Regions from separate parts of the Sus scrofa genome. Here regions 2, 3, 4 and 5 are each linked to region 1. The links are chromatin contacts, called in public Hi-C and promoter capture Hi-C maps. All regions are on one chromosome and are shown on one strand. The core of a region is the stretch at or near the end of the contact, and the rest is flanking DNA. Distances in the headings are between cores, read along the strand shown. Region 1 holds the start of PPDPF (pancreatic progenitor cell differentiation and proliferation factor). Region 2 holds the start of TCFL5 (transcription factor-like 5 protein). Region 3 holds the start of GID8 (glucose-induced degradation protein 8 homolog). Region 4 holds the start of RGS19 (regulator of G-protein signaling 19). Region 5 holds the start of PRPF6 (pre-mRNA-processing factor 6).

Evidence for each region. Promoter capture Hi-C pulls out the DNA fragments that hold promoters and counts their contacts. A called contact is a pair of places that touch in the nucleus more often than the background predicts.
Region 2: a contact with region 1 is called in a promoter capture Hi-C map of liver, with 4 times the contacts expected there. The contact joins the promoter of TCFL5 here to the promoter of PPDPF in region 1. A contact is called at or near these places in 1 of 5 promoter capture datasets (liver) and 1 of 2 datasets of contacts at active chromatin or transcription factors (alveolar macrophages).
Region 3: a contact with region 1 is called in a Hi-C map of liver, with 6 times the contacts expected there. The contact joins the promoter of GID8 here to the promoter of PPDPF in region 1. A contact is called at or near these places in 1 of 5 promoter capture datasets (fetal skeletal muscle) and 1 of 47 Hi-C or Micro-C datasets (liver).
Region 4: a Hi-C map of liver shows a contact between it and region 1, with 2.4 times the contacts expected there. The contact joins the promoter of RGS19 here to the promoter of PPDPF in region 1. A contact is called at or near these places in 1 of 5 promoter capture datasets (liver), 3 of 47 Hi-C or Micro-C datasets (embryonic fibroblasts, heart right ventricle and liver) and 1 of 2 datasets of contacts at active chromatin or transcription factors (alveolar macrophages).
Region 5: a Hi-C map of liver shows a contact between it and region 1, with 7 times the contacts expected there. The contact joins the promoter of PRPF6 here to the promoter of PPDPF in region 1. A contact is called at or near these places in 1 of 5 promoter capture datasets (liver), 4 of 47 Hi-C or Micro-C datasets (heart right ventricle, liver, retroperitoneal adipose tissue and 1 more) and 1 of 2 datasets of contacts at active chromatin or transcription factors (alveolar macrophages).

The regions. Positions count from the first base shown.
Region 1 is chr17:62,535,652-62,539,377 of Sscrofa11.1, reverse strand. PPDPF (pancreatic progenitor cell differentiation and proliferation factor) reads right to left here and starts at 1,868. Exons shown (of 4, transcript XM_021077704.1): 1 at 1,692-1,868; 2 at 1,208-1,288; 3 at 912-989; 4 at 366-826. The coding sequence starts at 1,262. The coding sequence ends at 627. PTK6 (protein-tyrosine kinase 6) reads left to right here. Exons shown (of 7, transcript XM_021077703.1): 7 at 1-525.
Region 2 is chr17:62,113,620-62,117,345 of Sscrofa11.1, reverse strand. TCFL5 (transcription factor-like 5 protein) reads left to right here and starts at 1,677. Exons shown (of 7, transcript XR_002340122.1): 1 at 1,677-2,399; 2 at 3,257-3,443.
Region 3 is chr17:62,172,302-62,176,027 of Sscrofa11.1, reverse strand. It overlaps GID8 (glucose-induced degradation protein 8 homolog), which reads right to left and starts at 1,806. Exons shown (of 5, transcript XM_021078239.1): 1 at 1,620-1,806. DIDO1 (death-inducer obliterator 1) reads left to right here and starts at 1,933. Exons shown (of 18, transcript XM_021078224.1): 1 at 1,933-2,082.
Region 4 is chr17:62,894,009-62,897,734 of Sscrofa11.1, reverse strand. RGS19 (regulator of G-protein signaling 19) reads left to right here and starts at 1,586. Exons shown (of 6, transcript XM_021077657.1): 1 at 1,586-1,729.
Region 5 is chr17:62,813,667-62,817,392 of Sscrofa11.1, reverse strand. PRPF6 (pre-mRNA-processing factor 6) reads right to left here and starts at 1,884. Exons shown (of 21, transcript XM_021077613.1): 1 at 1,649-1,884; 2 at 1-39. The coding sequence starts at 1,719. It overlaps SAMD10 (sterile alpha motif domain-containing protein 10), which reads left to right and starts at 3,400. Exons shown (of 5, transcript XM_021077668.1): 1 at 3,400-3,586. The coding sequence starts at 3,496.

The DNA.
Region 1 (3,726 bases), core at 619-3,118:
AGGTCCTTCAGGGGCACTGGGCCCTCCAGCGGAGGGCTCCTGAACCCAGAGCCAGAGGCCGAGCCTCCTGTGGAGTTAGAGGACCTGACCTGGCTGTCCTGGGGATTTCAGATCCAGCTCCTTGCTGCCTGCTCTCCCTGGCTCCCCAAAACAGCAAGGCCCCCCACCCCTTCTCAGTCGCAAGGCTCCATGCGCACCAGAGCTGCCTGCCCACCTGAACCGGGGCCAGACCCGAGGTGGCCCCGGTTCAGGTGGGCCGCGAGTAGGGCCAGCTGCCTGCTGCCTGGGAGGCGAGAAGGTTGAGGGGTTGGTGGACTCATCCGTCCCACGTGGGGGGAGGGGCACGCACACAGCTCACACACCGGTCAGCCTGCTGGCTGCTCCGTGTTTATTTTCCACTGGGTGCAAGGCACAGGGTTACGGCGTGTCCGAAAGGCTCTCATGTGGCTTGGGATAGTCAAGAGCGGGGTTCTCTCACTTTCTTTTTGGTGGTGTGCTGTTCTCAATTAAAGAACCCAACTGCTGCCTCCAGCTGCAGCTCTTGAGTCTCAGGAAGGGGAGGGCAGGGGAGGGGCTCTGAGGAGCCTAGCGCCTTGGAAGGAAGCCTGGCAGCTGGTGGTGGCCTCTCAGGAGGGAGGCCTGCAGTTGGGTGTGCCCGGCTGGCCGCCAGGCTGCTGCTGAGCCAGGTCGCAGGTGATCATGCGGGTGGAGGCCCCGGCAGATTCCGAGTGCCCCGGGGACTCCAGCACCGTGGCCATGAGTGGGAGCGTGGGCTTCCCGAAAAAAAAGCTAGCCCACCAGTGTCCCGGGTCAGCTTTGGGGAGACCTGAGAGAAGCAGAGTGAGGTCAGGCTGCTGCAGCCCACTCCCCCAACAGTCCCCCAGTACAAAGGGGAGCAGAACTGCACTCACCCGGGGGGTGGGGGATGGCTTCTCCGGGGCACTCGGCACTGCCGCAGGAGCTGTTACTGGAAGTGGAGCCCAGGCGGCCTGGAGAGGGAGGCCGGGTCAGCTCCACTGGGCACTGAGCACCCCCAGCCCACCAGGCCAAGGGCTAGCATTGCTGGTAGCACAGGGCCAGGGTCAGGGGTCCACGGCGGCGCACGTGGCACCCAGAGAGGGGCTCTCAAGAAACTTGGGCTGCACCACAAGCTGGCTGGGCCAGCCCACGTGGGACTTGGGGGCGGGCGGGCAAGGGGCTTACTTACAGCGGTAGTAGTCGTGGGTGGCCACGAGCGAGCCGCTCGAGGGGATGGCTGCCATGCTCTTGCTTGGGGGCTGCTGGGAACCTGCGCACGCGGGGGTCGGGGAGTCCGTCCGGTCACCGCTGCCCCTGGAGAAGGCCGCTCCCCACCCGGGCAGAGCCGCCCCGCCCGGACTCCAGGGTCAGCCCCGTGCCCGGGTTTGTTTACCCAGCCGAGGCGGGGCGGCGGAACTCCCGGACCGCCCCCTCCGCGCGGGCGGCTCCAACCAGCCCGAACCGGCCGCGCTGGGCAACAATGGCGCTTTGTGCGCTGGTCCTCCGACCTGGGGGTCCGGGAAGCGGCCGGCGCGCCCCTAACCCCCGCTCCGGGCTCTGCCCGTCGCCCCCTACCCACCCGCGCCCCGCCCGACCGTCCGTCCTCCCGTCCGCCCGCCGCCGCCCAGGCCGGCCGCTCGACCCCACCCACGCGCCGCCGCCCAGGCCCTCACCTCGGCGGCGACCCCTCGCGGGCCTCGGCGCACGATCACGGACGGCGGGGACGGGGACGCTAGGCCACGGAACCCATCTGCCCGGGAGACCGCAGACGGCCGCTCCACACTCAGACGCGCGGGGCGCGCACGCGCGGACGCGCCCCCCGCCCGCCCCTTATAAGGCGGTGCCGCGGTCGCGTCTCGGAGGGCGGGGCGCCCCGGCCCCGGCCCCGCCCCCGCCCCAAGGAGGGCCCGCCCCCCGGCCAGGCCCCGACTCCGCCCAAGACCCAGGCGGAGCCGATCAGACCCCGCCCGAAGCTCAGCCTGGCCCCGCCCCGGCCCGGGGCCCGGCCCTCGCGGGCCCGCCTCGGAGGAAGTCCAGCCGCGCGGCGTCCGGTCCGACCTTGGCTGCCCAGACAGCGGAGTCTGGCCTAGCCTGGCCTGGAGTGGTTAAATGACCCCCGCCCCAATCCCAGAGCAGGGCCTGCCTCCCTCCCACCCCTTGGACCCCTTCTTGGGCTCTGGCCATCCTTTTGGACCCAGGTTCCCTACTGGCCCCGCCTGTCTCCACCTTTCCAGCTTTTTCCGTGGAGGGAGGGAGCATATGCCGAACCGTGGCCCCTGCCCTTCCAGCCTGTTTCTGCTGTTGTCCGCAGCCCCACAGGCCCAGCCCCCGCAGTGCCCCTCTGCTCCAGCTTTCTCTGCTCAGGATGGGGCTCGCCCCACTCTCACCCGGGACAGGTGGGAGGGCATCTGCCTGCGAGACCCCAGCCTTCGGGCAGATGTGGGCCCTCGCTGGCAGGTGCCCTTGCCCAGCTGTCGGCACTGGCTGGTACCCTGAACCAACTGTGTGCCTCAGACTTTCCAGCCCTTCAAGGAAGTCACTGCAGACCCACCCACGCCCCCCTCACAGCTCTGGGGGTTCCAGAATCCGCTCCCGGTTCTTGGCTCCTGCCCACATCCAGCTGCTTGCAAGGGGGATGGGGGAGGGAGGGAGTGGGGAAAGCTGGGTGCAGGGGCATGACTTCTATGGGTAAGTGCGGTGAAGAGCAGCTGTTTGGGGATCTCCAGGAGCTGGAAGTGAAGCCCCTGGCCTGGGCAGCTCCAGAATGGTCCCCGTGGCGCCTGGGCCCTGCCACACCCTGGCTCTTCCACCAGGAAAACCTCCTTTCCAACGGGAAAATCAGCCTCCCTCCCCAGCAGCCTCCTCCAGGCCCCAAGCCCCCTCTGCAGGGAGGGGAGGTCTCACTGGACTCTCCTTGGCTCTTTGCTGCTGGGCAGTTGTGTCCCTGGTGGTTGGAGGGTCTCAGGAAATCTGAGCGGGTTGGGGGGAGGAGCTACCGGGAAGGTCCTGTAACCCCCTCTGCCGAGCCTCCCTGAGTTCGTCCCCTCAAAGACCCTCCAGGTTCCGCAGGCTGACTTGCTCAGAAACCAAGGCCCCGGCGGTGGGGGGGACATGATCCTTTATCGGGCTGGGTGGGGGTCAAGGCCGCTGACCTCCTAACTGTGACCCGGCTTGGGTAGCAGCGTGGCCCGGGGAACAGGCAGGGAAGTGCAGCTTCCTGGCTCAGGTGGCTTTCGTTACTTTTCCACCTTGGACTCTTCCTGGCTGGTCACCGGGCAAAGGGCAGGTCGGTCCAGCCAGGTAGTGCATGGGCTTCAAAGTGAGCCGTGCTTCGCAGCGAGTTCAATTGGATGGCTCATCCGCCTGAGACGAGACTTTGGAAGAGGGGCGCGTGGTCCCCTCTGGCTCGGGCAGAGCCTCACCCCTCCCACGTCACAACGAGACCCTCCCTCCATAGTCACCGCAGTCACGCCCTGGCCGGCTTCCTGTCCCCCTTGGGCATGAATTCGGGATCAGGGCTTTACTGCAAATCAAATTTAATTCTTAAGGGTCATTTGCCATCACCCAACCCCCCCCCCCCCACCCCACGTCACCAAACCCTGAGCCTGGTGATGGATCGAATGTACCAGGGCCATGTTCCTGGTTACTGGCTGTTTAGGTCCACGTGGGCTCCGGCCATCAGTCCTGCTCGGGCCTCACGGAGCTGCC
Region 2 (3,726 bases), core at 428-2,927, 420 kb after region 1:
CACAGCCACAGCAAGGCGGGATCCGAGCCTCATCTGCAACGTACTTTGGCAGCTGGTGGCAATGCCAGATCCTTAACCCCCTGAGGGAGGCCAGGGAGCCCACCCGCATCCTCAGGAAGACACCGCGGGGTCCTGAACCCAATGAGCCGCAATGGGAACTCCTATTTTCCCTTATAAACACTGCATCTCGCTGTCCTCCGTGGTTCTGCTGCTCTACGTGGGGGGTCTGCTGATCGGCAGCACAGGGTCAACTGGTGGCTCCTTAAAACGGCGGGATTCTGGGCGCCCCCAGGCCTGCTGATTTAGAACCTACTTTTAAACAAGATTCCCAGGGCAGTTTTGCACACATTATGGTCTGTGATGGTGTCGTGCTTAGAATTTTCTCAAAGAGTTTATCAATATCGTTCTGTATATTTAGCAGTTGTTTAACTTGCTTTTTATTTATTTTTTTAACTTGAAGTATAGTTGATTTACAGGTGTCAGCCTCAGGTGTTTAGAACAGTGATTCAGTGCCGTGTGTATTTATGTTCTTTTCCCTTATAGGTTTTTTTGGGTTTTTTTTTTTTTTTTTTGTCTTTTTAGGGCTGCAGGTGCAGCACATGGAGGTTCCCAGGCTAGGGGTTGAACGGGAGCTGCAGCTGCTGGCCTGCACCACAGACACAGCCACGCCAGATCCTTAACCCACTGAGTGGGGCCAGGGATCCAACCTGCTTCCTCATGGATACTAATTGCTTCGTTACCGCTGAGCCACAATGGAACTCCAATTTTGCTTTTCAAATTTAGGTATTGCAATTACCTGAAACTAATTTTTATCTTAGGGGTGGGAAAAGTGCTAACTCTTTTCTAAATGATTAATCAGCTGTCCTGTAAGCCATCATTCCCTTCTGGTTGAGATGTGGGTGTGGGTGAGAGGTGGGTGCAGTAATTATTCTGAGCCTGCAGGAGTGACTCTTTTAAAGACCCACCTATTGTATGATGCCATTCATAGGGAGAGCTTGAATGGGCGTGAGATTTCTTTGGGTGAAGTGTTCTGAGACACTGTGACTTCACTTTTGGTGGGATGTGATGCGCTGTGATACACGACCACTGAATGGCGCACTTGCAATGGATGGACCCACGTGGCATGTGCTTTCCAACTCAATTCGCCGGCCAGAGTTTGAGGAGTGCATTGATCCCGCGTGGCTTGCCCTGCGCGGGGATGAGCCCGTGCGACACGTGCATTCCCTTGATTGCCTCTGCACCAGGTACAGAGCGCCCTGTCACACCTGGAGCGGGGCAGCTGTCTCACCTACTGCTCCCGCCACTCTGAGAAGGGGGCGCTGCACAGCACCCCGTGGCTCCGTGAACGCAGAGATGCACCTGCTGCCTGGGCCCTGCTCCCCGGCCGGGCCCCGGAAGGCCGGCCCCGCCACCCTGGACCCGCGGATACCCGACCGGGCGGTGCGGGGCACGGCTTGAGGCCGCGGCGCTCGGGTCTGGGCGCCCTCGCGCGGCCACTCGGGCCGCCCGCCCGCCCCCGACCTGCGCGCGCAGCCGGGGTGGGGCCGGCGCGGCGGGGGCGGGGCGGGCGGTTGGCGCGGCCGGGCCGCGGGGCGGGGCCGCGCCGGGGAGGGGCTGCCGTTGCGGGCGGGCGGCGCAGGCGCGCTGCGGCCGGCGGTTTCCGCGCCCCCGCCCCGCCCCGCCCGGCCTGGCCCCGCCGGCCCGCCCGCGCGCCCCCCCGCCGTTGGCGCCGGCATGTCGGGCCCCGGGCCGCGGGAGCCGCCGCAGGCGGGCGGGCCGGCGGGCCCCGAGGGCGCGGACGCGGCGCTGGGCGAGGCGGGGCTGAGCTTCACGACCACCGACCTGAGCCTGGTGGAGATGACGGAGATCGAGTACACGCAGCTGCAGCACATCCTCTACTCGCACATGGAGGCGGCGGCGGCCGACGGCGAGCTCGAGACGCGCCTCAACTCGGCCTTCCTGGCGGCGGCGGCGCCGGGCGCGGCGGCCGGGGGCTTCGCGGCGGCGGGGGGCGCGGCGGCGGCGGCGGCGGCGACGGGGGGCGCGGCGCCCGTGTACCCCGTGCTGTGCCCGCCCGCGCTGGCCGACGGCGGCTTCGCGGGCGCCAACCCGTGCCTGGGCCACATCGACTTCCAGGAGCTGCGCATGATGCTGCTGAGCGAGGCGGGCGCGCCCCCCGCCGCCGAGAAGACGCCGGGCGCCGACGGCCCGGGCCCGGGCGCACCCCGGCCCAAGGCGCCCGACGGCGCCGGCAAGGAGAACGCGGAGGGCGCGCCCGAGGCGCGGGCCAAGTCGGCAGTGCGCGTCCGCCTGGAGGACCGCTTCAACAGCATCCCCGCCGAGCCCCCGCCCGCCCCGCGCGGCGCCGAGCCCCCCGAGCCCGGCGTGGCGCTCAACAAGTGGGTGCATCCCGCCGGGTCTGGGTGTAGACCAGGGTCCTGTGCGGAGAAGCGGCCGCCTCGGTCAGGGTGTGGACCAGGGTCCCGTGCAGAGAAGCACCGGCTTCGGTGCGGGTGTCGACCCCCGGGTCCCATGCGGAGACCGCCAGTCTCCTGGCTTGCATCTTAACAGGGAGCCGACCTCGGCGGGTCCGAGGTCGTGTGCTGTTCGCAGGCGCTGCGAGCCCATACTAAGCTCGCAGCGCCTGCACACAGCCCCCAAAGCCTTGGCCTCGGGTGCACGCTGCGTCTGGAAGGGAGATGAGTTGAGACAAGTGTAGCGATGCTCCGAGCGCCAAAGGTTTTGCCCCGGACCACCCACCTAGATGTCCGGAGAGGCCCTTGCTTCCCGCTCCGGGGGCTCAGGTTGTGCTGACCTTGTCTTGTGCACACACATGCAGCCTGACGGAAGGACAGATCTCCAGCAGGCAGCCCTCCTTCCTCGCAGACACCCGCTGGGGTGTCTCCCCAGCTTTCCCTCTGGCCCACACCCCGGCTTTTTCCCATTTTGCCCGCCGTCATCAGATTTTGGAGGAGGGCCAGAAAGCCAGAGATGGGTGTCAGAGGCGTGATGGGAGGGGAGGTGTAACTAAAAGATGACACACAGCCCCGCCCTCCGGTGTGAGCGAGAAGGAAGTTGGAACTTGTCCCCTGCACCGCCGTTGATAGGTGTCTAGCGACTTCCACGATGACGCCGGGGCGTGCACTGTCACAGATTTCCTGCCTGGAACCTGGACTGTTAGCCGTTAGAGCGTGGTGGGGATGGCAGTGTTTCAGGGAACTTAGCCTACTTCTGGGGCTTTTGTGTCTTTTGGCAGTTTGGTGACTCTTATTCGACATCCGTCCGAATTAATGAACGTTCCTCTTCATCAGCAACAAAACAAATGCACAACACTGGTGAAAAACAAGACCGCTGCGGCCGCTACTGCTTTGCAGTTTACATGCCCTCTGTTCACTGCAAATGCGTGCTCTGCTGCTGGGACTTCGAGTCTCTCACAAACACAGGTAGGGAAAATGACTTTCAAGGCTTTGCTCTTTTGCGGTAAATGGATAAATTTGGTTTTCGTTAGGTCTCGAGGCTTTTTTTTTTTTTCTCATTGAGCTTAATAACTTTTTAAAATTGAGAGGATGTATGTGGTTTGGGGATGTTTAAAACTCCTCAGCGTCCCAAAAGTTCTTCAAAGTTACGGCGATCGCTTGGCTGTTTCTTCTATTAAAGTGGGTTTTCTTTGTTCAGTCAGGAGATTGTGTTGTCGCATGTCGATAGCGCTCCTGTTGCTTCATGTTT
Region 3 (3,726 bases), core at 557-3,056, 360 kb after region 1:
GGATGGGTGAAGGATCTGGCATTGCCGAAGGCTGCGGTGGCCTGGACCCGGCGTTATGGAGGCCTGTGGCTGTGGCTCCAACTCGACCCCTAGCCCAGGAGCTTCCACAGGCCGCAGGTCAGGATGTAAAGAGAAAAAGAAAGTGTTCAGCCATACACACACACACACACACACACAAACAAAACTGCTTTGTTGTTGTTGTGAGGGCCTGAAACATGACCCTCGGGAGGCGGTCACCCCTGGGAGAGGGTCCCTGGGAGCAGCAGGCAGGCTCTCGAGACAGACGGTGAGTCCACTTCAGTTTTACCCCTGTTACTGACAAAGGTGTTGCGGATATTACCTTACATCCAGCAAAGTACATCTGAAATTGCGTCCAGACATGAAGCCTAAAGGACGCTCTGGTTTCCCGGCAGACGTGGGAGGACTGTGGGTGGTGAGGGCTGAGCCGGAGGATGAGCCAGGGGCCACCCGGACAAGGAAGAGCAGCTATGCAAGAGCCAGAGGGCAGAGCCCACCTGAGGACACCGAGCCAGGTGTCTGCTGCTGGACCTCACGTGGAAGGACAACAGAACCAATGCGATGAGGACCATGGAGACCGGGAGACCCTGGCGCGTGGAGCCGCAAGTGAGGAGGAAGGACTGGGAGAGGAACAGGTTTGAGGAGCCAGGCCAGTTTGGGCTGCCTATTACACACGCCGCAGGAGTCAAGGCGGCACCTGGATCACAGGTCCCGAGCTCAGCGCCGGAAGCATTCATTAGGGAAACATGCGCCACACCAAGACTGAAAGCCCGGATTCCGCCAAGGCTGCCCAGGGAGAGAGTGGGCGTGGGGAGCAGAGGGGCGCCAGACCAAGTCCTCGGTAGCGGGGACGCCGTGCCCAACTCGGATCAGCAGAGGAGGAGGCGCGGCGAAAGCAAACTTAGCTTGTAGGAAGACCTAAGCGGGAGCTGCGGTCCTTCCAGCGCACACCTAGCCCTCGCGGCTACGGCCAACTTCACGACCAGCGGCGTAACTCCCTCAGATCCAACCCTGACTCCCAGACAACAGAGCGAGAGCTGATGTAACAGCGCTGGAGAACGGACCCGGGAACCACCCCAGCTCCGAGGGCGCGGGACCCCAGCTCCCCAAGCGGCAGCGTCCGACCTCAGCACTTGGACCTCCGCTCTGAAGCGGCTCTGTGTCCAAACAGTTCCCTTGCGACACAAGTGCGCCGTGTCGACAACCATCACCCCAGCAGGCGACCGCCCCTCAAGGCTGCAGCCTTCCCTCGAAAGGCGCTCGGGTCGGGAACACACACTGAATCCCGGACCCGGGCTCCGCCGCGGCTAGCGAGGAGGGAGGCAGGTTGACTCGCAAACCCTGCGAGCGCCGCCTCCCGCGAGAACGCGGCCCGATTCGGTCCTGCTCGGACCTTCGACCCGGAAGGCCCTGGCGCGGGACGCCCCGGCCCAACCCCCTCTCCGGCCCCTCTCCCCTCTCCCGCCCCGCGCCCGTCCTCCCCGGCCCCGACCCCGGCCCGGCCCCTCCCCTCCCGGGGCCCTCCGCTCCCCGCCCCCGCCCCGCCGCGCTCCCGCGGGAACGCTGGGCCCGACCGCCCGGGCCCGCCGCGGCCATCTTACCGTTCGGATCCCGCCTGCCGCGCTTCGGGGGGGGGGTCTTCGCGGCCGCGCGGGGGGCCGGGCTGGGCGGGGAGGGGGCGGCGACGCCGGGGAGGGGGAGGTGGAGGCGGGGGCCGCGGCGGAGGCGGGGGCGGGGAACGGGAGGGCAGACGCACCGGCGGCCGCCCCCTCAGCCACTTCCCGCGAGATCGCCAGCTCGAGAGCCGGCAGCCAATCAAGTGCTCCCGAAGGGGGGGCGGGGCGAAGCGGCCCACCGGAAGCGCGGAACCCCAGCTTCCGCCCTTGCGCAGAACTCCCCTCGCGGCGCCCTCGCTCTACGGATTGGCGCGAGAGTCAAAAGGCGTCGGCCGCTTCTGGGTAAGATGGCTGCCGCGGAGGTGTCGTTGTGGGGCAACTTTGCGTCGGGACGGCGACATCTAGACTGAGTCGGAGGCGAAGGTTCCAGCGTCCTTCCGTCTTTGGTGTGAGCCCGCGGGCATGGGCGGGAGCGGGGGGCAGGCGCCGGTGCTCCGCGCAGGCCCGAGGCAGGGTTCCTCCTGGCCGGGCGCCTGCCTTCGCGCAGGCCGGGGAGGAGCCGCCGCCCGAGCGCGGCCGGCGGGAGGTCTCCGCTCCGACGGTTGGGGCGGGCTCGGGGGCCACGCGGCCGCGGCCGAGAGCGTGCAGCCGCTCGCTGCCGGATGACTCACCCGGAACGGGCCTGCCCTCAGGGAGCCTCCCGCCCGGGGGCCCTGCGGCCCGGGGCCCGGGGGTCTTTCCCGCCCGGGCTCCCTTAGCCGCGCTGGGGTTGGGCGAAGGCTGCAGCATGTGCCACGGGGGCCGGGAGAGCGGAGGGTCCCCCTGCGCCGTGGCCGGACCTGGTGCTCGTGGAGGTGCAGAAAGGCACCTTCATTTGGTTGTTTTCGTCCGTCTGCTGGAGCAAAGTGCAGACTTGGTCAGAGCAGGGCCTCGTTTTCTCGTTACTGGAGAGTAAAGTGAAAAGATGTTAGAACTCTTTCAGGAAGGAAATTGAGGGGGCAGCCCTTTATTCCATCGGATGAAATCCGCCGTCCTCCTGCAGTCAGAGGCTGGAGGGTTGGTGTGGTTGCTCTAGAGTCACCTAAGAAACGTGGAGGTGGTGTGGGGCTTCTTGCACAGAGAGCTATTTGGCAAATAGGTTTGACAGGGAGGACGAATTGTAGATTATTTCCGTTCGTCGAATGAGCTACATTTGCAGGTTCAAAGCTTTGGCACAAATCTGTTTAAAGTGCAGATGTAAATGCCTGACAGACGTGCGATTCCATTCTTTTCAGAGACTCAATCCTGTAAACAACCTTCGCTGTCAGCTCAGTAGTGAGAGGTGCAGACTTTAAAAATTATTTCAAGGGTGCACGAGCACATGCCGGTGCCCTGAGGAGACAGAACGTTCCAGCCCCTAAAAAGGGTTCAGGGGGCCTTCTCTGTGGGTCATAGGTTAGCGGCCGCTCTCCCCAGGTCCTGCGCCCCCCTCATTCCACCTAGACAGGGGCTGCCTTCTGTGGCTCCCAGCCTCGCCCCCACAACACCGAGGCGCCCTCCTTCCTCTCCTCCTCCGTCCCGGGGACCCTGCCAGCTCCCTCGAGACACCCCCGCGGCAGGCAGGGCGATCTCCCTTCGTCCCTGTCCTCTTCACACCCCTCAGAGACTCCCCTTTGGCACCAAATGAGCTGAAAGCCTCGCTCCCCTGTCTCGCCCTTTCTCTCCCCATCGCCCTCTGGGCTCTCGGCCTGTGTCCCGCACTCCCCAGGCTCGCTCCTGGGAGTGGGGAGAAGGACCCTGGCAAGCAGGCTGTAGCGCCCCCCCCTAATGCTCACCTGGTCCCCACACTGTCCCCTTGGTGTGTTTAGCTCCTGACCTGTGTGGCAGGTGCCTGTGAGCGGGTCACGACTTACCTGAAACACCTGAGCCTCCGCAGAGCTGAAGCGTCTGGCGCGTGGCGGGAGGCCCGTGGATGCTGGCTGGGAATGTGGAGGAGGGAATGGATGCGCCACGAGGACCCCAGCTGGAAGCAGGGACGGCCAGGGGAGGGGACGGTCTGGAGTGGGTTGACGGCCGTGGAGTGACAGGGGAGGAAGGTGGCGCTCAGGTGCGT
Region 4 (3,726 bases), core at 337-2,836, 360 kb before region 1:
AAAAAAAAGAGGTTCTAATATCCTACTTGGCACACCTGGCCCCCACACTGCGAGTGCTCCATAAGAGAGGGGTCACTAGAGCAGGCAAGAGGGTGGCCTCACAGCCTGCTCTGTACCAGGAATGAAGCCCCACAAAGGCGCCTCGGTCTGCAGGGAAGTCCTGGGAAAGTGGCGGAAGGCATTTCTGCAGGGCCCGGAGGAGGCTTCCGCTCTGGGAAGGCAAAGCACGTAGGCCACAGCCCAGTGTACTGGGGGCTGTGCGGGATCGGGCAGATCCTCAGGGCGGGGAGCTCACGCCCAAACCTGGGTCCGAAGGCCATCTCCAGCAGTACCTGCTGCAGAGCCTTGAATGAGCCCCTGCCGGGCCCACTTGGTTCTTCTCTCGGAATACGGCAGACTCTCCAGAGGGAGCACAGAGGACCCAGAGGGGCCGAGGCTGGGGGATGGAGAGACCCAAGTGGCCAGCAGACATGGGAGAGCAGCCAGAGGAAGGACAGTGTAGGGAGGACTGGGAAGGAGGGGGGCGGGCAGGGGGGTGCAAGGAGGGGCCCAAGATGCTAGAGGAGTGTGCTGACCCCACCCACGTCCAGCTGCCCCACGGGTCTCAGGAGGCGGGTGGCGATGCCACATGGGGCACCTTCGCCGCAGAATCAGCATAGCTATGTGACCTTGACTTAGCGCTGGCCTGACATCGTAGTCCTACTGCCCAGGACTGTTATCCAGGCTGAATAAGAAGCAGCCACAGGAGTTCCCTTTGTGACATAGCAGAAAGGAATCTGGCTGGGAACCATGAGTTGTGGGTTTGATCCCTGGCCTTGCTCAGTGGATTAAGGATCTGGCATTGCTATGAGCTGTAGTGTAGGTCACAGATGCACTCGGATCCCACGTTGCTGTGGCTCTGGCATAGGCTGTCAGCTACAGCTCCGATTCGTCCCCTAGCCTAGGAACCTCCATATGCCGCAGGAGCGGCCCTAGAAAAGGCAAAAAGACAAAAAAAGAAAAAAGAAAGAAAAGAAAAGAAAAAAGAAGAAGCAGCCACCTCAGGAGTTCCGGTTGTGGCTCAGCGGTAATGAACCCGACTAGTATCCATGAGGACACAGGTTCGATCCCTGGCCTCACTCAGTGGGTTGCTGTCAGCTCTGGTGCACGTCGAAGACAAAGCTCAGATCTGGAGTTGCTGTGGCTGTGGTGTCAGCCAGCAGCTGCAGCTCTGATTCGACCCCTAGCCTGGGAACTTGCATATGCCGAAGGCGCCGCCCTAAAAAGACCAAAAAAAAGAAAAGCAGCCACCTCCCCTCTGGGCAGGCTTCTGGCCTCTGCCCTGGCCAGCCAGTCAGTGTGGCAGCCAGGCGGTTCCCTGGTCCCATCAGCCAGGCTCACAGCCTCAAGAGGCACCCAGCCTCCAGGACCCCGGCCCCGCACTCTCCTGCAGCTGGGCTTTGGGCCTCCCAGGCCCCTGCCCTGCTGTACTTCGGGCTCCAGCTCCGTCCTCTGTTGAGCAGGATGCAGGACTCCTGCAGCTCTCTCCTGTGCTATGGCTCTCCTTAGCCCTCCTTACCTCTCACCCAGTCTGCGAGTCCACTTCTTGTCTACTCCAGGGCTGGTCTGTCCTGCTCACCACCAGGTCCCACCGCCTGACACGAAGGGGGCACCCAGAGACTTGACGGATGGATCAGCAGCACATCGGGCTTCCCTTTAGACCCCCAAGTGCTCTGAAAAACGTGAGCAGGTAAACGTGCAACTGGAACGCAGCGTTTGCTCAGGGCCCCCGGGCGCCAGGCTGAGGGCCTGCAGTGGGACAGGAGCTGCACTCGGTCGGAGTCCCCCTGGCCTCGGACCGTCTGCAGACCACTTCCAGAGTGGGGTCAGGGCCACCCAGACACCAGCCTGAAGCATGCTGGGATAAGGAATTTAACTCCCAGCTGTACGGGGTCATAAAACAGGAGGGGAGTTGGCCCAAGAGAAGGGACAGACATTCGTGGCAAAGGGGAGGGTGTGGCTTTAAACTTCAGAACCTCCTGGGGCAACTGGAGGGATTGAAAGAGACTCCGCCAGGCCCCTCGGATCCCCCCAGCAGAAGAACCGGTGCCCCCAGTCCCCACTGGCACCGCGACAGGGAACCCCCTTCCTTGGGAAGGGCCCCTCCAGCCCCGTGACAGTTCACAGGTGAGGACACCCAGTGTCAGAGGCGAGGGCCGGGCCGGAGTGACCGCCGGACAGTGCTTTCCGGCGGCCCCTCCCTTCCTCGAGCGGGGCAGGAGGCCTGGGGGGACCCCGGAGTCTCGTGGACGCCCCACAGCACCGGCAAAGCTGGACCCGCTCCGCTGAGCCGAGCTGGGGGCACGGCCACACCCCCAGCTACGCCGGAGGCCCCCTCATCAGCACCTCGTCTCCCCCGGCCACCCCCAGCCACGGGGAGGGCGGGGGGGGGGGCGCCGCGCGCCGGGCTGTGGGGGGGGCGCGGAGCCGGCCGAGCGCGGGGCGGGGCGGGGCGCGCCGGGCGGGGCGGGCCGGGCCGGGCCGGGCACCTCCCCGCGCGAGGAAGTCCCGGCCCCGCGCTTTGGGGAAGTGCGGCCGAGGCGCCTGCGCACTGCACCCTGCGCCCGCTCCCCGACGATCCGGCCGGACCTCGGAGCGCGCTGGCCGGCGGCTGCGGCGCGAGCGGCTCGGGAGCGCGGCGGGTGAGTGTGCGCGCGCGCGGCGCCGAGACCGCGGCCCTGCCCCTCCCGCCCGGGGCCCCCGGGGCCGTGCGGGGCGGGAGCCTGGGAAACCCGCGCCCGGATCAGCACCCCAAGGACTCCCGCCCCGGGGTCCACGTGGACCCTGGGCCGCGGAGAGACTGGGGCCGGTCCCCGCGCGTGGGGGAGGGGGCGTTGCAACCGGGTTCCCCTTTTTCTGCAGCTCAAAGCCTGGGGAAGTGATTGCTCAAAGGGGGGGGCCGGAAGAACCCAGGTTTCCGCGTCTCCCGCCTCCCCCCCTCTGCCCGGTGGGGAGGGGCCGAGGCGGGACACCCGGTCTGCCCCCGCCCCCACCCGGTTGGATCTGGCAGCCTCTCAACCCTGCGAGTCGCAGGGGAGGCGCTGCGCCCCCGGCCCGAGCCGATCGGGGGCTCCTGGAGCCAGCCTCCCTCCGGAACGCGCGGGAGGACCTCCTGCCGTCTGACTTGAGTCCTGCTGCTGCAGTGCACGCCCCTTCGGCAGCCAGGGTGGGGCCCAGAGCGAACCTGGCCCCTCCCGCCCCCACCTCGCCTTTGGGTCGCTGGTGAGTGGGGCGCGTGGCCCGTTCCTTGAGGTAGGGGTGGGGGCGTCAGAAGCTGGAGGAAGGGGCGGACTTCTCCAGGCCGGACCCTACCAGCAGAGAGGGAGAGAGAGAGAGAGAGAGAGAGAGAAGTGAAGTGCGTTGCCCCACCATTGCAGAGGTGGGCCTGGGCAAGGGTCACCAAGGCCAGGATGACCCGGCCTGCCTCGGAGGAGCCTGGCTGGGACTTTCCCACGAGTCCAGTGCCAGGGGCCGCAGACAGGAAGGGCACCGAGGAGGATGAGACGAAGGTAATGGAGCCCCTCGGTCAACCCCCCCCCAAAGGTTATGGCATTTTTTCTCGGGATTGTCACATTTTCTTATGCTTTTTTTGGACTGGGCGGGCTCGGGGACGTTCTTTTCCTTCTGTGGAGCAGAGCAGCAGCTGCTCCCAAGGGAGCTTGTGTCCCCAGAGGCCAGCCTCATTGC
Region 5 (3,726 bases), core at 635-3,134, 280 kb before region 1:
GCAGGCCCAATGTCTGACCGGGTGGTGAAGCCAGTGGCACTGCAGGAGACCCCAAGACGCCCACTTATCTGAGTGGCCTTGTTTCTGTGCTTTTCCCTCCACAGGCGTCACCTGATGACACCTACTTTTCCAACTGCTCTGGGAAACCTCCAAAGATCCCGTGAACTCCCCACAGTGCCGTGTGTGCAGGGAACCCCACACAGCCGTGCTCTCCAACGTCGCCGTCCGTCCGCTTCAGGACAGGAAGCTGAGGAGGCTACCAAGGCTCTCTCCTGCCACCCCCGTTCTCCGGGAGAGGGCTTCGCCAGGGCACCAGCCTCCCATTCCCAACACCTGCTAGGCATCTCCCTCTCCCACTCCACCCGGGCCTTCCAACGCAGCTCGGCCCAGGCAGAGCTCCCCTTCCGCACCGGCCCTGCAGCGGCAGCTCTGGGCTGTTTCAGCGGGTGGTGGCAGTGCCGTCCCAGGCACCATGGCATTGGCTCGGCCTCCCTCTCCCTCCCACCCGCCTCCAAGCTCTACAGGGTCTCCCCCCAGAACCCATGCTCCTGAGACCATGACTCCCATCCCATCTCGTTAGGAAGCAAGCTACCCCCCTGCATGGAGCTTCCCTAGCTTCAACACAGCTCCGACCGCAGCCTCTACGCAGCAAGGCTCTCATTCAGATTTGAAGGAGGAAACGAAAGCTTTACAGGCAAGCAAAAGCTAAGAGAATTCAGCACCACTAAACCAGCTTTACAACGAATACTAAAGGAACCTCTCTAGGTAGAAGGAGACCATAACCAGAAACAAAACTATGACGAGTGACGGGGCTCACCGGCAAAGACAAACACGTGAGAAAGGGAGAAGGTCAGCCACACACAAACAGGCCACCAAACCCAGAAATCGGGAGCAGAGGAGGGTACAAAGGCAGGATGCTGGGGATGCACTGGCAATGAAGAGACCAACAGCTTACAACAACCCTGTGTATACAAAGACTCCTATATCAAAACTTCACGGTAACTGCAAACCAAAAATCTACAAGAGATACACACAGAAATAAGAAAAAGCAACCCAAAAACAACACTGAAGACAGTCATCAAACCACAAAAGAAGATAATAACTGCTCAATTCCTCAGCAATAAACGGCCGTCATCTGATCTAGGGGACCCAGTCACAAGCCTCACAGATGCCACCCCTGCCCGCGGAGAGCTGACTCTGAACAGGCAGTACTGTGACCACCGACACCGCAGCGGAAGAACGAGCAACCCTGAGCGAGCACACAGAGGACCCCGGCCGGACGGTGGGGGAATCAGTCCCGTTCAAGGCAGGGGTTGGGGGGGGGCGATGCCTGGCCTGGGGGGTAGTAGCCACGGTGCTCAACTACAAGCACTGCACACTCGCAAGACGGCGTTACCACCCGCCTCTCAGCACAAACACCGGGCTCAGAGCGCCCCGGTGTCCCGTCTCCTGGGGAGGCAGCCTCGCTCGGGTCTGTCCGAACCCAGGACGCCGTTCTTCCCACAAAGACCTGGCCAACCCTGCGCCACCGCTGCTCTCGTCCTCCCCGCCCCGACCCGCCGCCTCACTGAGACGTGTGGGCAGTCGCGACGCGACCACGGTCCCGCCCGGGGCTCCACCCCAGCGCGCGGCCCGCCCCAGGCCTCACCCCCGGCCCAGCCCGGGCACGTAGCCGAGCGGAGCGGGCATGCCCAAGAACGGCTTCTTCTTCTTGTTCATCGCGGCTGTGACGCCGACGGCCGGGAAGGGAAAGGACGGAGGCTGCGGCCGGAGGCCAAAGACGACAGACGACCGAAGCGCCGCCGCAGGAAGAGCTCGCGCGCCCGCGTCACCCGCGCCCCGGAAGCAGAGCGCGCGAACCGACAGATCCCCGCCCACCTCGGCGGCCCCGACCGGAAGTTCCCTAAAGGCGACTTCCGCCCGCTTCCGGCGGCTCCTTGACTCCGAGACCGAGACGCGATAGGCGCATGCGCGGGGGGCGCCTGCTCGTGTAGCTGCGGGCGGGCGGGCGGTGTCACCCTCGATTAGCCCTCGATTAGCAGTCTGCACACGGGGGAACCTCAAACCTTGAGCCGGGGCGGCCCTGCTAACTGCGTGTACTCGATGCATTTCCGATACCTGCCTGTATGGGCAGGACCTATGGGTCCCCCGCCTCCCGGATCCGCCCTCCCTGCCCCCCGCCCAGTCGCCCTGGCCCCGGGGCAGGGCCTAACACAGCTCCGGGGGCTGCACACCCAGCCAGTTGTGTAGAGCTTATGCGGAGTGTATGTGTTGTGATCGCGTGTCCCCGGGTGCAGACTGCTTCCCTGGCTCTCCGCGCTCAGATTTCTGGACCCGATCCGGCAGCGCCGGTACCTGTACAGGCCCCCACCCCCACCATACCCTGAACATTCAGGTGCTTCTGGTGAGGGTGGGAGCCCAGATCCTAGGGAGCTAATTGATGAGCATAAATAAATGCACCAGGACAAGTTAGTATGCGGGCATGAGTGGTCACAGCATGTGGGTGAATTCCGTGTGTCCGTGGGCACAGGTGCAAGTCAAGCCACCTGTGCTCATATTTTAGGTGAATATGCATGACCGTCCTTGGCATACATGTCTGTGTGTCCATGTGCACGTTTGCTGAGGTGGCTGTGGGACATCCTCTGGCCCCCACATTCACCTGGGGAGAGCCCTCAGGCTCTAGGCAAAGCAAGCAAAAAGCTGGCCACATGTTTAGCCTTCTGCTGGACCAGGCAGCCCCCAGCCCACCCTAACCTTTCTCACTGGGGTCCTGGAGCAAACATAGCTCTCCTGCCTGCTGCAGCCTTCTCAGAGTTTCTCCCTCCTCCTTGCCCCCAGCCGAATCCCTTTCAGCACCACGCCCTGGACGCTGAGTCAGATTCTGGGTCTCCAGAGGGGAGGGGAGAGACCCTGCTGTCCTCCAGAAGTTTGCGGTGTTGTGGGGAATAAGAAAGGGTCGAACTGACTTCTCTGGGGAAACGAGTGCCCGTTGGACAGGGAGACCACTGGAGAGGTCTGGAGATGACGTGAATAAAGGAATAAGTAAACTGACATAGGAGAATGGGTTAGGTCTGGCCCTTGACCTGGCCCCCAGTGGACAGAAGCTCCCCGGAGCAGGTACACTACCCTCTCCCCTCCACACACGCACTCTTATGTCCCTGACTCAGATGCTCCTGCAGACCTCTGGATCTCCTGCCGGTGCACAGAGTCCCTTGTCCTTGCACGCCCAGGTGCGCACTGCCGGCCCGTGCCCTGGCAGGCACCGTTCGCATACGCAGATCCGCGCGCCGCCGACACACCTCCGAGTTCCCGGAGCGCGCCCGGCTCTCAGGGCTCAGCGGCAGGTGCCTCGCCGCGCAGACTCGCCGGGCGCGGGGACCGGCTCGGGCGCGGGGCCGGTTGGGGCGGGGCGGCGGCGCGCGTTCCCCGCCGGCCACACGGGCCGCCCTGCGCCCGGCGAGGGGCGTGTGCACAGGCGGGGGACCCGCGGGCCCCATGTTCACGGAGCTGAGGACCAAGCTGAGCCCCCCGCGAGGCCGCTCCGGGGCTGTGCGCGCCGGCTTCGGGGAGCGCCGGGATGTGGACGGTGAGCGGGCTGGACCGGGGCGCGGGAGTATCGGGGTCTGGGGGCTCGAGGACCGAGAGGGACAGGGGCGGGTCCTGGCGGACTCCGAATGGCAGCCGCACTCGGAGTGGGGGGCGCGCCCTGGTCGAACAGGGTCTCGG